Linked DNA regions of Mus musculus: region 2 is linked to region 1. The links are chromatin contacts, called in public Hi-C maps. All regions are on one chromosome and are shown on one strand. The core of a region is the stretch at or near the end of the contact, and the rest is flanking DNA. Distances in the headings are between cores, read along the strand shown. Region 1 holds the start of Flnb (filamin, beta). Region 2 has its middle 25 kb from the start of 2610318M16Rik.

Region 1 (5,067 bases), core at 1,557-4,056:
TAGAGACAGAGTCTTGCTAAGGCTAGCCAATGCTGATCTCAAACTCTCAATCCTCTCCCTCTTTGAAATTCAAGGCAGACAGAGGTCTCTAGTAAGTGTTTTAAAGAACAACCCAAAGATGAAGTGCCCCTGTCACCATATCCTGTGGAGGGGAGGTCTGTGGCATCCCGTTGTTCCCCATTCACAGGTGAGGCTGACTTTGACCACAGAGTAAGGGGGATGCTTGCCAGCTTCTTCCACCAACAAGCAACACTGTGCTTGTTACACAGGACCTCAGTCACTGAGTTCACCTCCAACTTGAAATCTGAATTTTACAAATATTAATTTAATTGACTTTAAAAAATTCTAAGGCCACTGTGATATACATGCTGGCAATCTTAGCACATAGGAGGTGGAAACAGGAGGATCAAAAGTTCAAAGGCCATCTTGGCTACATGAGGAGTTTGAGGCTCACATGAACTATATGAGACCCTGTTTGGGGGAGGGGAGCTGCACACGACTGAGCACACTGCAGAAAAGAAAATACCTCTCCCAGGCTGGCGGGATGGCTCTGCGGGTAAGAGCACTGACTGCTCTTCCAGAGGTCCTGAGTTCAATTCCCAGCAGCCACATGGTGGCTCACAACCATCTCTAATGGGATCTGATGCCCTCTTCTGGTGTGTCTGAAGACAGCTAGTGTACTCATAGACATTAAATAAATAAATATACATACAATAAATAAATCTTGAGAAAAGAAAGAAAATGGGTGTATAAGGACTCTGTCTCGCCAACGTAATGTTGGCTATGAATTTGGTTACTGTTTGCTTATGAATCATCCCAGAGGTATTTTATGCACCGACAGGTAATTATATACACATATACAACCTGTATTTATATAGGACCAGAAGCTTTGCCCTATTGTTCTGTACTCGACTGTACGGTTGCATGGTCTAGTGACACCCTGTAGATAGCTGACGTTTCCCTCCAGGAGGAAGGGGTAAGTGAGCCAAGTTCTGTGTGGCAAAGGTCCCCCCACACCCACTCTCAGGAGTTCAATCTGGAGAGATAATTAGATCTGATGTTATGGACAAGGAAAATGGCAAGCAAACGAAAATGAAGTTAAGGATCCAGGTTCGCTCCCTGGGTGTATAAGGACTCAGAAAGCTAAGTCACTAAGATAAACTGTGAGGTGTTCTCCTAGTATTATTACTGTTTCTTCCATACCAAAGGAAAGTATAAAAGCTGGAATGAGAGCAGACACTGGGAGCCTGAACCAGCAGAGGTCAGTGACAAGAGCTTCCTTATAAGGCAGGAAGGACTGTTGGGCTTTCTAGTATCAATCTCCTTGGATTGATATGTTTGCAGTTAATTGCTTTGTGGAAATGAGTAGAGCAAACACCCCACCCAGGGCAGGGACAGGATGTAGATTCTTCAGGCCTGAAATGTCAGGCTGTAGGTCTCACACGATGGGTGTCCCACACCCCAGTTGATTCTGCATGCAGGATGAAGGCTGCCCCCCTCAGTCTGCAAGCACACATCCATCCATTCACCCACTCACTCATCTGTCGTCTACATCTCATATGGCAATTCTACACCAGGTACTCAGCTGTAGTTGAGATCACTCTAGACCTCTTGCTGGGGTATGCAGACCAGCATGGAACAGATATCATTCATGTCAGACACGTATCTTCAGTTTCTTCGAGACCTTAGATCTCCATCTGCTCCTCGACACTGGGGGGCCAGGGGGGAGACAGCCAAGCTGAGCTGAGGGCTACCAGGCTTGGGATGTGGAGAGAAAGGAACTGAATTCTCAGGCAAAGGGAAGAGAAGAGGGACACCGGTCAGTAGGTGCCATGACCCATTTATCCGGCCCTTTCTTGGCCATCATAGTTAAAAAAAATAAAACATAACAAGATCTTCTGGACTAATCAATTTGCCTAATACAGTCAACAGGGTCTTCAAGAGAGTTCTAGGAAGACCTGACTATGGAGAACTGAGGAGATGACAGGGTGAAAAAGGTATCTGTGCCTTGTTTTACCGGCTTTGAAGACAAGAAAGGCATCGTAAGCCAACACATGCACCTAGCGTCTAGAATCTGGCACGGCAAAGGAGCAGATTATTTCCCAGAAGCTCCAGCAAGAAATGCCTTGGGCCAATGAACCCCAGACGGGACATCTAACTTACTGACATGCAAGACAGGAAATCTGTGTTACACCAGCAAAAAACTTCTAATAGCCATAGAAAACAGTTCGTTTTCACTACTGCTACTCAGATGGACGTGGTATTGGACTTTAAGGCTGAGTTCCTTTTCTTTCTTTCTTTTTTGTTTTGTTTTGTTTTGTTTTTGTTTTTTCGAGACAGGGTTTCTCTGTGTAGCCCTGGCTGTTCTGGAACTCACTCTGGAGACCAGATTGGCCTCGAACTCAGAAATCCGCCTGCCTCGGCCTCCCAAGTGCTGGGATTAAAGGCATGCGCCACCACGCCCAGCTCTGAGTTCCTTTTCATTTAGAAATCAACGTGTCTAATTTACGTGCAGACTCTGAGAAAAACACTTTCCTCTCACTGAACCTATAGATGGGTGGCATATTCCCTCTTGACGCAACCATTCCTTCTAGGCTAGTCCCCCGCCTCCTCGTGTGCCCTTATTCTAGGCCTTTCCCAAGTTACTTTCTCCTTGCTGGGCAGTACATCAGGTTGGGGATACTTAGGAAGCACCACCCCACCCTACCCTCCGGCGTAATGCAGGCTTTGGACCGTAGAGGGCGAGCGCAGCTAAGGAGTTCGCTTCTATAGGGTAGAAACGGGGCGGAGCCTCGGGGGCGGGGCGGCGTAGCGCGCAGGCGCCAGGCCAGGCTACTTCGCGCCCGGGGACGGACGAAGGCAGTCCTGATCCTGTTGCGGCTAGTATAGCAGCGCTTTCTAACCCTCTCCCCACTTGCCTCAGTTCCCCTTCCCCGGGCCCTTGGGGCTTTTCATCTCAGTCCCTGCAGCTCGTTGTTTCCGCGTACTCTCTGCCTCCAGGATGCCGGTGACGGAGAAAGACCTGGCGGAGGACGCGCCGTGGAAGAAGATTCAGCAGAACACGTTCACGCGCTGGTGCAACGAGCACCTCAAGTGTGTGAATAAACGCATCGGGAACCTGCAGACCGACCTGAGCGACGGGCTACGGCTCATCGCGCTGCTCGAGGTGCTCAGCCAGAAGCGCATGCACCACAAGTACCATCAGCGGCCCACCTTCAGACAGATGAAGCTGGAGAATGTGTCTGTGGCTCTGGAGTTCCTAGACCACGAAAGCATTAAGCTCGTGTCCATTGGTGAGTGTTGTGGCCAGGCCCTAAATTTGCAGTAATCGGGGGGTATCCGGCAGCGCGCCCCACTGCGCATCGCTTCCCGGGTGTGAGGGAGGGGGAGATGGTCCTGGGATGAGGACCTAGGAACATAGGCCTTTCCGCGGTGCCATCTGTGGGCTGGGACCTGGCGTGATTGCTCGACACGGTGCTCCTGGCGGTGCCGCTGCAGTGTTGGGGTGGGTTAAGCACTCAGACCTTCCAGTCACACCTGGAATTTAATTTGCGGGAACTCCTGGGATTGCTGGGGAAATCGTCTGCTGACCCTAATGACAACGCCGTGGACTCAAGTACCAAATCCCTACTTTACGCTAGCCAGGTGCGCCTAGAGCTGAGTGACCCGCCCGGCTGAAAGGGCGTTGGCTTCGAGTCTGGGCGTGGAGACCTAGGACGCGACCGCGACCGCTCTCTTGCTTAGGATCTCACCACCTAGGTGGAGACGAGGACCTGAGACCCTCCCCTTCTTAGACCGGAATGGGTGTGGGCTCTGAGGTTGGAAGGGGCGTCACAGGGGAATGTCCTCACTTCCTAGCTCTGGCTCAGCGCTGGCCGGTTCCTTCAGGTTGAGATAATTTAGTGGTTGATAATAATTAATGTGTGTAGAAAAGGGCTTGACTGGCGCTGGCTGTGTGGCTCTCTGAGTTATTGACGTCCGGTGGCCTGAGATGTTCTTAGGCCCATTTTACAGAAGAGGGGACGTTTACCGGGCTAATTGACGTTCCCAGGGCCACCTCCAATGTGGTCCAACTTAGAAGTAAAGCAGTCCCCACCCCCTTTTCCTGGGTCTTCCTGAGAGAGTTTGAGTCCTGCTTTTTTCCTCCCGCCTTGGGTGAGAGAATTAAGACCTCGAGTACTTTAGGCTTCTAAAGAGAAAACAGGGCTCTTGAGAATGTGTTTTGTGATGGACAAGGGAGGTGTGTATTATGCCCGGGCTCACTTGTTTGCCCCCGTAGGCATTCGTGTGTGCACATATAGCATCTATTTATGAAAGTTTTTTTTTTCCGTACACAGTGGGTGTGCAAAGTATTATGTAGAGGATGTGTGCACTTCGTGAAAGGGATTCTTAGGGCTGAGGTTTCTTCCTGAGGAAGCAAGGCCATTCTAGTGACTCCAGTGACAGAAAGGAAGGAAGGTGGGTGTGGCTTCTGGGACTTTCTCTAGTGGAAAGGGGTTCCCTCTGGACTGAGCCTCCTCCTGGCCTCGCCCTGGACTTTCCCCACACCTGTGCTGGCAGGTAGATGCGCTTGCTACTTCCTGGGGCCAGGCCGCTAGCTACCAGCCTGCCTCCCAGCAAGCTCTCCCTCCCAGGGGTGGGTTCTCAGTGGAGGAAGCTGCCAGGGGTGCATCACATGGGGGGTGGGCATCTCTTTTATTGAGGAGGGAGGACCTCAGAATTCTACAGGAACTCTACTTTCCTATGAAGAGTGATTTTCAAAGCCTGCCTGGCTGAGCTGGACTTGCCTTCATCCATTGTTTTAAATGCTATATGTATTTCATTAACTCAACAAAGAAAATTAAATTAAACCAGGAGTTAAACCTGACAGAACTGCTTTTAGAAGAAGAAGAAGGAGAAGGAGGAGGAAGAGGAGGAGGAGGAGGAGGAGGAGGAGGAAGAGGAAGAGGAGGAGGAGAAGGAGAAGGAGAAAAGAAAGAAAAGAAATCACAGCCCCAGAAAATCAAGGACTTCCTAATTGACTAGCTGTTTACTCGTGGGCTGCTGCTCCCAGCCATGCTCCTCCAA
Region 2 (5,067 bases), core at 1,392-3,891, 530 kb after region 1:
GCTCTGTGGGTAGATCATGTGGCTCTGTGCCAGGCAGGCAGAGTCTCAAACGCCTCAGAATCAAAGGCCAGACAAGTGAGCCTCAGCAGGCATGAAGGTGGTAGCTCTATCTGCCAAGTGGATCCAGATGCTCTGGGGAGGAGAGCATAAAACTGAAGCTGGCAGTTTCTGTTCTGTAGCTCTCCTCCTCCTCTTCCTCTTCCTCCTTTCTCCTCCTTTTCCACTTCTTCTTCCTCCACTTCTTCCTCCTCCTCTTCCTCTTCCTCCTCTTTCTCCTCCTTTTCCACTTCTTCCTCCTCCTCCTCTTTTTCCTCCTCTTTCTCTTCCTCCACTTCCTCTTCCTCTTCCTCCTCCTCTTCCACCTCCTCTTCCTCCTCCTCTTCCTCTTCCTCCTTCTTCTTCCTGGTTTTCTCTTTCATTTTATGATGTGCTGTCTGTCCCAGTCTAAGCCAAGTGGGCATGTTGTCTCAAGAGTTGGGAAAGTACAAAGTCAGGTGTCAAAGGATTTGGGGGACATGCTGCCTCCTCACGTCACGTGGGCTCTAGACCCATGCCTCACCTACATTTGCTCTTCCATGGTGGGTCCTCATGGAGTTGTGACCTCCCCCGGTCCTGGGGAGCTCAGGGGATGCTTGTCTTCTCTCAGAGTTCCTATCTGAGGTGCTAGGCATAGCGGGATGAGGTGTGGATATGGAGGAATCCTACTAAGGACCCAAAAACCACTGATGTGGGTGCTGGAGAGTAGGAGCCACCAGTGGGCTGTGTGGCCCCGAGTTCCAGGTAGACCCTCTCATCATGGATGGCGATAACTATGGATTCAGCATGGATCAGCTGTGCCTCTTGGGCTCCGAGAGGAAGAAACACTTCATTTTAGTACATCCATCCAATGCAGAAATCAGTCCCATCTTTTTGTTAGCTGTTGGCTTAAGTTGAGGAAAGATTCTGGTAATGTGAACACTTAAAATATGGCTCCCATTCAGTCATCTCTGTAATATCAAGGTATGCCTACCAGGTCAATTTGGAAAGCTTCTGGAATGTTCCAAACAGTGGTCTGAAATATTTGCTTCCATAACTAAAAGCACCTTTATTTGTGCCTTGTACTAATCCTGGTTATGGCCAGGGTATTGACTTTGCAGATTAAAGCTTTCACAGTCCCAGGGAAGCTCACAGTGTGCCCGAGGGAAGCAACACTGCCTGATTTCATCTCCAGCTTCTCAGGGTCTCCGCTCACCCTGTGCCTTGTCCTTGCTTTTCTGTTCTGCCTGGCTATGCTGGATGCAGAGGCCATCATCTTCTCCAGGTGAGCATCGGGAGGAAGGGGTCAATATGCCCCCACCCTTGGAGTAACATCCACACCCAGGAGCCTCAGCCACTCACGCTCTCAAAGCCGTCTCCAGCTCACAGCCAGGATTTGGTATGGAGAGCTGGTCAGGGCTCAAGGCAAAGCCTGAGGTAGTTAATGAATTGAACATAGTTCTAATGACACAGCAAAGCAGGTGCGTAGCCTACACACAAAGGACTATTCTAAACACGTCACCCAGCCCAGTTCCCACAGATGGTCTCTTAGATGGTAACTCCTACACACAAGGAGATGAATGGAAAACTGAACTGATGTGTCCACATCCCTGTATCTGCAGCAGGTTGGTCAGTCTGAAACTGTCATCATGCTTGTTTGTTTGTTTTGTTTTGTTTTGTTTCCATCCGCCTGTGCTGGACACGCCCTTAGCAGCCAGAGAACCTAGGTTATCTCTCACTGCAGAAATGGAGAAATCAGATAAAGGCTTTGCCTTGAACACCAACCAACTCTCCAGAGCCAATCCTGGCTGTGAGTTGGAGACGGCTTTGAGGGCGTGAGTGGCTGAGGTTCCTGGGTGTGGTTAGGCTCTATCTCTGGAGAATCCAATCCCCTAGCCACATGCAGAACTCCAGTATGACACACGGGGGTCCCCACCAATGCCTGGATTGTTTCCATGGCGTGAAGTATGTACCAGGCTTGGGTGGGCTTCAGGGATATGTCCAGGCTCTCCCTGTTCACGCTGATCTGTTTTGCAGCTCATTCTTGTATGCACAAAGGTGGTTTTCAGTGTTGCTCCAAAGCCAGAAGCACTTCAGTCAGGCTGTGGAGCTGCACATTCCTGGGCACCTTAAGGCCCTCTGGGGTGTCCCCAAGGGTCCTAATCTCCCAGCTTCCTGCCTCTCTCTGGAAGGAAAACCAAGGCAACCTGGAAGATGGAGCAGGGCAGAGATGGGGTGGTCACACGGCTGGGGAGAGGCAGTTGAACTCTGGCTGGCTTGGCCACACACTGCTTAGCAGAGAGCCAGCAGTTGAGCTTCCGGGGGGGGGGGGGGGCAGGGTGGGCCTATGGGGGGGTGCCAGTGTCAAGCCAGACAGCCTTATTAATAGGACATCTCTGAAGACAATTGGGTTGGGCTCTTCTAGAGCGGAAACTCTTGAAAGCAGACTATCATTCACTAGGATGGTGCCATGAGACGGCTGGAGGGCAACCGGCTGGGCTCAGGCCAGGAAAATGTCTGGAGGCTGGATTCCAGGCCAGAGGCCAAGTTCTCAAAGTGTCCCTAGCAGCCACTTTCCTTTTCTAACCACTAGGCTCCTCTCTAACACCAGCCTGGGGTAGAGATTAAGGCAGGAGTCACATTGGGATTAAATGCTAGCTCTTCCCTTCACAGCTCTGTAGCCTTGGGGACACCATTTAACTTTTCCTGACACTCAACACTCGTCCCATTCATCCACCAGTTCAGTAGTCGGGTGACCCCATGTAAACCGAAGCCTCCGTTTTACTAAAATGTCGGCTGAATCATGCCACTTCCATGCCACTTATCAGCTTATCCTTTGGGCTGTGACTGAAGCTCAGTTTGGGGTGCACAGAGACCTGGGTTCAGTCGCCAGCACTGACTGAAAGTGGTATGCTGCTGTGTGCTTGCCACCTGAGCACTCAGGAAGTAGAGGCAGAAAAATCAGGTCATGCTGAGTTACATAGTGAGTTCAAGGCCAGCCTGGGCTACATGCGGCTCTTTCTCTAAACCAAAGAAAAATAAGATCATAAACGTTATGATGGGCTGGAGGGGCTACAATGGCCCCATCCTGTAAGGCTGAGGAAGAAGGAGGTATCGATTTGGATAAAGCTTCTTCATAGCAGGGCATTGCTGCCATCGTGCTGATAATAACGATGCTGAATTCTGTGCCCACTGGAGAGTCCCGGGTGTCTAACACCTTAACTCAGTGGCTTTCCAAGATTGGACCAGGGGAAATCCTGCTGCCACCCATTTCCTAGAGACAGAGCCTACATGGAACAGGTTTTATGAAGATTTGGCATTTGGTGGTAGAGGGCCAACTATATAAAACACCTCCACCTCCAAGTTTACCGGGAAGATTGACCACGCCATGTTTGCTTCGAGAACCTTGTTTGCTACTCTCATCCCTCCTGCAACCCCTCAAGACTCTGGTCTACAGTGCCCGTCCTATACCACAGGAACTTGCGTTTGCTGTTCTCACTCTGCCTCTATGCCCACCCACCCCCACTTATCTTTTGGTTCTTGCCTGATTCTTTCCTTTGGACCCCCGACTGTCAGGCATCACCTCCTGAGAGAAGCCTTCTTTGGGCTTCCATGCAAAGTCACCTCCTGGGCTCCCTGGTCAATATTTCCTCATAGCACTTAGCAACTGAAATATTTCTGTGGGCTTTGCGCACCTCTCCAGTCTGGAATGAAGTTGTCATGTCTTGTGTATTAGTTTCTCCCTAGCTTTAGGACAGTGTTGGTCCCATTGCAGTAGCTCAGGTGCCCAATGGTGGTGGAGTTACTGAAACAGTCTAAGTATGGAGTGGGTTCTGCCTCACTCTGTGAAAGAGGTCCCGACAGGGGCTGGGGCAGGTTCAGTAGGGAAAGTGCTTTCTATACAAGAATGAAAACCCAAGCTGGATCCTCTGCACCCGTGTAAAACACTGGGCATGTAACATCTACCTATAAACCAGTGCTGGGATGCAGAGGCAGGGAGAGCCCGGGAGCTGGAGTAGTAAGCTCCTGGCTCAGTGTGATAGCTAATCTTGGTTTTCCACTGGATTACATCTGGAAGTGACTAAAACCTAAGCGGTTAGACACACCTGTGAGGGGTTTTTCTTGATTGGATCATTTGAGGTGGGAAGACACCCATAATCTGGATCATCTGAGGCCAGAAGAGCCACCCTAAATGTGCCTCCCCGCCATTTCAGATGGCAGCCTACCAAAAAGGACGTGGAACAAAGAAGCCTTTTGCTTTTTGCCTGCTTGCCTTCACTCTCGATGACAAGTTCCAGCTGAGATATCCAGCCTCATGGACTGAACAGCTACTAAATTTTTGGTCTTTCCATTGGGAGACAGCCATTGTTGGGTGAGCCAGAACTCAGCTATATTAGGGTTCTCTAGAATAACAGAACTTATGGAACAAATAAATATCTCTCTATAATCAGAAAGGGGATTTGTTAGAATGACTTACAGGCTGTGGTCCAGCTAATCCATTCAGTCCACGAGGCTGGATGTCTTAGTTGGTCTTCAGGAGACAACAGTTTCCTAAGGTAGGCTCTGCTGCCAGTGAAGGAATGGATTTGCTAGTGAGGGTGAGAGCAATCAGGCAAAGAGCAAAAGTTCCTTCTATCTGTCCTTGTGCAGGTTTCTAGCAGTGGGCCTGGCCCAGATTAGACATGAGTTTACCCAGATCAAAGGATTAAAGGTCTGCCTTCCCACCTCAAGATCTGGATTAGAAGTGGATCTATTCACTTCGGGTTAAGCAAAACTCCTTCACAGGTATGCCTCTCCATTTGGGGGTTTTGGATAGTTCTAGATGTAATCAAGTTGACAACCAAGTATTGCCACTATGACAGCCTGCAAGCCACTATAATGACCCCTTTGGTACATATCATTCTATCAGAGATTCATTCCATCACGTCTGTTCCTCTAACCCTAACACAGAGAGACGCTGTCTCAAAAACAAAGTGAACGGTGACATTGGAAATCGTCTTATCAACATCTGGCCTCAATATGCATACATCTGTGGGATGCATATGCACATCA

What was found. Hi-C and Micro-C count contacts between places; a contact is called where the count stands out from the background.
Region 2: a contact with region 1 is called in a Hi-C map of the N1E-115 cell line, with 10 times the contacts expected there. The contact joins the enhancer-like site here to the promoter of Flnb in region 1. A contact is called at or near these places in 10 of 39 promoter capture datasets (the 3T3-L1 cell line, the C10 cell line, cranial neural crest and 6 more), 13 of 484 Hi-C or Micro-C datasets (B cells, the Ba/F3 cell line, CD4 T cells and 10 more), 5 of 115 datasets of contacts at active chromatin or transcription factors (astrocytes, embryonic basal ganglia, embryonic forebrain and 2 more) and 1 of 9 other capture datasets (liver).

What each region holds. Positions count from the first base shown.
Region 1 is chr14:7,815,151-7,820,217 of GRCm38.p6, forward strand. Flnb (filamin, beta) reads left to right here and starts at 2,807. Exons shown (of 46, transcript NM_134080.1): 1 at 2,807-3,293. The coding sequence starts at 3,002.
Region 2 is chr14:8,340,395-8,345,461 of GRCm38.p6, forward strand. No RefSeq gene overlaps it. Among named protein-coding and RNA genes, the nearest start is that of 2610318M16Rik, 25 kb to the right of the region's middle. Within about 2 kb of position 2,642, at least 8 of the 459 cell types and tissues checked have an H3K27ac peak or open chromatin away from gene starts, as enhancers often do. A contact at or near this core is called in the N1E-115 cell line, where this site is marked.